Linked DNA regions of Rattus norvegicus: region 2 is linked to region 1. The links are chromatin contacts, called in public Hi-C maps. All regions are on one chromosome and are shown on one strand. The core of a region is the stretch at or near the end of the contact, and the rest is flanking DNA. Distances in the headings are between cores, read along the strand shown.

What was found. A called contact is a pair of places that touch in the nucleus more often than the background predicts.
Region 2: a Hi-C map of liver shows a contact between it and region 1, with 5 times the contacts expected there. The contact joins two enhancer-like sites. A contact is called at or near these places in 5 of 12 Hi-C or Micro-C datasets (hepatocytes, kidney, liver and 1 more).

Annotation. Positions count from the first base shown.
Region 1 is chr15:9,996,490-9,999,347 of GRCr8, reverse strand. No RefSeq gene overlaps it. Among named protein-coding and RNA genes, the nearest start is that of Nr1d2, 43 kb to the right of the region's middle. Within about 2 kb of position 1,352, at least 10 of the 93 cell types and tissues checked have an H3K27ac peak or open chromatin away from gene starts, as enhancers often do. A contact at or near this core is called in liver, where this site is marked.
Region 2 is chr15:10,384,474-10,387,331 of GRCr8, reverse strand. All of the region lies in intron 1 of Thrb (thyroid hormone receptor beta), which reads left to right. Among named protein-coding and RNA genes, the nearest start is that of Thrb, 76 kb to the left of the region's middle. Within about 2 kb of position 1,376, at least 5 of the 93 cell types and tissues checked have an H3K27ac peak or open chromatin away from gene starts, as enhancers often do. A contact at or near this core is called in liver, where this site is marked.

The sequences.
Region 1 (2,858 bases), core at 103-2,602:
AGGGAGGGAGGGAGGGGGAGGGAGGGAGGGAGGGGGAGGGAGGGAGGGAGGAGTGAGGGATGGAAAAATAGGAGTGGGCAGTACCCTGAGAATTCCCTCTCTGCGAGTTTGAAAGTTTTTAAGTTAAAAACTTAATAATTTGGTAGGCTATGGAGATGTCTCAGTGAGTAAGAGCTCTTGCTGTGGAATCCTAAGGAGCTGAGTTCAAACCCAGCACCAAGCAAAAAAGCCAGCCGGGTTGTGCGCAGTTTCATAACCTCAGTGCGATGATGAAGAGTGGAGACAGGAGAGTAGCTAGCTACCTGTTCTCTACCTGGGGTTCCAAACAGCTGTTCAAAGACATCTGTCACCCGACTGTTGCTTCAGCTGATCTGAATGTCCCCAGATGTCCCCAGGATTATTTCCGCTGATCTGGCTGGTTAGGCCTCCCTCCCTCCCTCACTGCTCCACGTGTGTCCCTCCTAAAGCTGTGTGCTCCCTTCCCCAAACAGAGGAGGACCAACCGTCTGTCAAGGGCGAGCCAGTAAGTACATGGCCCTGCTAGGCTCTCCTGTGCGTTGTTACCAATCAACATAGCTGACACGGTCACAGGAAAGATGTGAGAAGATGCACAACGTAAACAACCACCATGGGAGAGCACGCCAAGTGCTCACAACACGCATGCACACATGGACACGCACACCAAGAATCCCAAATACGGAAGACCTATGACCCCAGCACTCTGCAGTCTGCTAGGACGTCTCACCAGCCACCTCTCCTGAACTCTCCCACATTTATTTATTTATTTATTTATTTATTTATTTATTTATTTATTATCTGGTCAGTATCACAGACTGCTCTCTCTTTCCAAGGACCTATGTTTGGTTCCTAGCACCAACTTCAGTTGGCTCACAAGAGTTTCTAAGTCCATCTCCAGGGATCTGTCACTTCTGACCTCCCAAGAGCACCTATACATTCACACACACACACACACACACACACACACACACACACACACACACACGCACACACACACACACGCACACACGGAATTAAAAGTAAAATAAATCGTTTAAAAAAAAATTCTGAAGAAAAGCTATTTTACCAGTCAAGTGCAGGAGTAAACCCTGGCCTTCGGGGCATCGCCATAACCCTCGATAGGCCAACACAAATGGCACTCCCTAAATACAACCATTTCCGCCGTAAATGACTTAATTAGGCTGTCAAACAGCCCCAGCCCCGTCTCATTCTACTAACTTCACTTCCCGGCAATACCAGGGTGATTTCCAGGATCTTGAGGTCAAAGCCAGCCCAGGTCAGACCTACGTGGCTTGTGCACTTGGGACCTGCCAGCACCCTAAGTGCAAACTCAATCTCATTTCCCAAGCGCACTCCCTCCGCTGCTCCCGCTGATCTACCAAGGCCTGTGGACGGTCTCTACGTCCTCTGGTTCCCTCTGATTTCCAAACTTTTGTTTTTCTTCCTCCTCTGAAGTTTCGTTGTTGTTTTTGTTTTTCTGTTTTGTTTTGTTTTGTTTTGTTTTTTTAAAACCATGCTTATAGGCGGCTCGGCTTTTACTTGTGCAGGGACATTTTCCCTGCCCTTGATGAGACAGCTTGTCTTTCCCCTCAACCGTCTTCGTCCAGTCCCTGATAAACTGTTTATTTTTCCTAACAGCTTTCCTTTTTAGCCTGAAAAACAAACGCTAGCCAAAACGGGTCTCATGTCTCTGGATTGTAACCTGCGGTGAAATCTCTGGTGCTGGAGCGCCTCCTGCTGGGCAACTGAGAATTAGCAGGTAACGCAGCCTTTCTCCTTGATACAGGAGGGAGGGTCTCCTGATGTAGCTCTCAGGGCTTGAGCTCTTGCCTCGGCCTCCACTGTGAAAAATTTGTTATTTAGACATTTTACAAATGCTCATCTTTGCTCCGCTGGCTCCTTCACTGTTCGTGGACAAAGAAGACATCTGGGTTCCAAACAGCAGTCAGATTGATGGAGCTCTGAGCCTGTGCGTTCCGGAGCCTCCTTTTTCACTTGACCTCACTGTATGTAATAAGGTTTGGATGGAGGCTCTCAGCAAGTAATCAGAGGTATGCCTCACGCCATCCGCAGGTGACTGTGATGGTAAAGTTGAGGGATTCGTGGTAACATCTGACTATTTAACCGATGGAATAACATTAAGACCCTCAAAAGCAGCTTCAATGTAACCGCTGAACTCACTCCTGACCTTTCCGATGAGAATTTGATGAGGGAGGAAGGAAATGGTCCCTCTTCGTTCGCAGATGTACCTCTTTCCCCGTCAGTGGGCTCCCACGAGGGCAGTATAACTACATCCAAAGCCACTGAAAAAGTCTTTTTCAGAAAAGATAAAGGTGGTCGGAAACCGTAAGATTGCACTGATGGGAAAGGGCTGCATCTTGTCAAGACTGAGAGAGCTTTACTGTGGTACACGGTTGTCTTAAAAATCTGTGTGTGCACGTGAAGAATTCCCAAGAGCTAGACAGGTCTGCCACCCTCATAGAGCTGACTTTAAAGACTAGCTTACTTGCCATTAAGTTGCCTGGATTAGGAAATAATTTGAAAAATGTTTTTTTGTTTTTTTTTTTTAAATCAGTGTGTACATAAATGCCTGGTCAGCGACAGTGGAAGGCATCTGGAGTTGAGGTCTCTGTTTTCTCGTTGGAGAAAAAGTCAAACAGTAGGAACACTCATTTCCGCTCACCTTAGAGAGAAATGTGATCCTCTAGAAGGCTAGTGTGGCAGCGTCCACCTTCACAACCGTCATTTTTACTCTATTTTTACACTGACGTTCAGTGCTGGAACGTGAGTATATTTAATTTTTCCCTGGTTTTGGTGCATGCAAAGCTCTTGTTTGTAAG
Region 2 (2,858 bases), core at 127-2,626, 390 kb before region 1:
GATCAACATAGAAATGTAGTCACAGACAGACTTTCTCACATTCTCCCACACGTGCTCACACACGCACATGGCTGGTTCCCAGCGTGAACCTGGTGACACTGTGGCACTGTCACGATGTGTCAGGATGTGGTGTAATGACAACAGTATGATACACTGCTGTTTCACTCATTCTGAGAGAGGAAGGGAAGCCAAGTGACATCCAGTTGTGAAACACGGGTCAGCCCATCCAGAAGTGTGAGATCTGAGTAGTGGGGTGAAAACCAAGATTTATTCCAGTGCCACTTCCTTGTCACTGACAAATTCATAGGTGCGTGCAATTTTCTTCACCTATAAGAGAAAGGAGGCTAACAGAAATGTATACTTATCAGGTAAAGATATAAATAGTTGACTATTTCTGCCTTATATGTCAAAATCGATTAAAAATTATATCAGCAAAGCAAAGAATTAAATTCAAAAGAAAAATACCTTTTATTGTCTTCCCGGGAAAGGGAATAACACTTGAAATGTATATAAGAAATACTCAAGTTAATAAAAAAAATTATATCAGCAAAGCAAAGAATTAAATTCAAAAGAAAAATACCTTTTATTGTCTTCCTTGGGTTTCTATTTTTGTGTTAAAGACTGTTGAATCTTTTATCATGTAAAAAGATGTAACTTTCAGGGTAGAATCTGGCTGACATAAACAACTGACTTAGGAATCTAATATTTTATTGTATTTATGAGTTCTGGGCTGAGAGTGAAGGGTAAAAGAATTATTCATCACAACGAATTTCACCAAAAATGGGAATGAGAGAAATTCCTGAATACATTGTAGAGAGAAGCCAGTTTTGGGGGAAAAGATGACTCGATAAAGAGATTTTCCTGTGTTTAAAAGAGTATCGGCTACTCAAGGAGTGGTTCAGACCATGGGTAGTGACCATGCATGCTGGGTGCGATCTGTTTACATTAGTGTTCTAGAGACTGAAATTAGCTATTTGATTCCTGCGAAAGTTGGGAGTGTATTTGAAATTGTCCTTCTAAAAATGTCAATGCTAAATAAATAGCATTTTTCAAACAATGAAGAAAACGGTGAGGCCTTTCACCCATGAGCCTTGAAGGTCTGCACATGAGTGAATCTTAGTGAAAATAAAGGGGAAATGTTTCCTAGGAGAACAGAAATCTGTAGACCTAGGAGCCTCCCGTAACCTTCCCTTGGATCCTTAGAGTGTCGAATGTGCAGTCAGGTGATCAGTAGAGTTCTCTGAGCCACTGACAGCCACAGTCTTGAAGGACATTTCTGTGAGCCATGGAGAAGGCCAGGGAAATGCCCGTGCTCCCACCCGAGGTCGCTAACTGGGTGCTTATAGCTATTGGACTCCACTTTCTTCCTGTGGGCAGTGCCTGATACTCACTGCCAAAGTTTGTTTCCTTTGAGCTCAGTTTATCTGAAGTGGCCAAGCTCCAGGACCTGACCTTTCCTTTCTTCAGATGTGTTAATATCAGGGATTAAACTCTGTAATTGGTCCAGCAGACCTAAGAATGCTAACACCATTAGCTCAGTGCCTGCAAGACAGTCTTTCTCACTCTATCTGCACATTGCCTTGGAGACTGGGGGCCAGCTCACTGTTGCCCCTGTTCACTAAGAGATTAAAACCTAGATGTGAGCGCTGCCACGGTACCGAGGATTGGACCCCATCATGTGACCATGATCATTCTTGTCTGTATACTCAGGACTGTCTGTAATGTTTACTGGGAAATTCACACTCCCCTTTTCCTAATGATCTTAAATCGATTCCTTCTCTGCCTTACAATTGTTGATGTGTGTGATCTTAACAATGTAAAACTATTATAGGGACAGCAAAAGGTGTGGACCTGGAAAGATGTCTCAGTTGGTAAAGCCTTTGCCTTTCCAGTATGAAGACCTGCGTGGCTGTCCCCAGCATCCACAGGAATGGGCTCTGCAGTACAGACCTGTAACCTGATCCTGGGCAAGGCCCAGCCAGGAGGCTCCCTGGCTAATCTAGCCTGTCACCTGTCTCTTACTACTCTGTGGGTTCTTCTTCCTTCCACCCTCTCTACCCTTTTTTTTTTCTTCTACCCTTCCGACCCCGCAACACTGGATAGGAGAGAGGAAAGGATAGAGAGGAAAGGAAAGAGATCCCAAAATAAAGTCAGGGGCTGGAAAAGGGGCAACTAATTCCTGCTGATTAGGGACTTCAAGTTCCTTGGGGCAAGTTTGATCTTCCATGGGAGGATATCTAATTTCTTCTTGTTGTTTCTTAGTTGCTCGAAACTACTTAACAAACCTCGACTGACAACCAACCAACAACCCCCCTATTGGGGCTTTAGCATTTATATACTCTGAAGTTTCTAGAGTCCCAAATGTCATACCATCATTAATTAATTGTTAATTGATTAATTGTTAATTAATTAATTGTTAATTAAATAGCTGGAGAAGTAATGGAGGAGGAGAGCTGAAGGAGACCTCTGGCCTTCTGGTGTGCACCCTTACATACACCCTTGCACATACATAAGCATGTGCACATGCGTAGACCACATACACACAGAAAACAAAGAAAAATACGTGACCCTTCCAAATTCTTTTTTGTTTGCAGTTATGTTTTGTGTCTGACAAAGATAAATCTACCTCACAGGTTGAAGAGTCCCAGGTAAAATATGGGCCACTGCAGTTCTGGTGAGGTCAGGAATGATAACACGTAGTGAGCAAACAACTGTCCATGTAAAACTCTAACGTTTTGCTGTTGGTGAAATCTGTTCGGTAAAGCATCTGTTATCCAGATGTTAAGGGAGAGCATCCCTGTTTTTACTAGAAAGGCTCCCAACACTTGATTAGATCCATATTTGCTGATGAGAGGTCT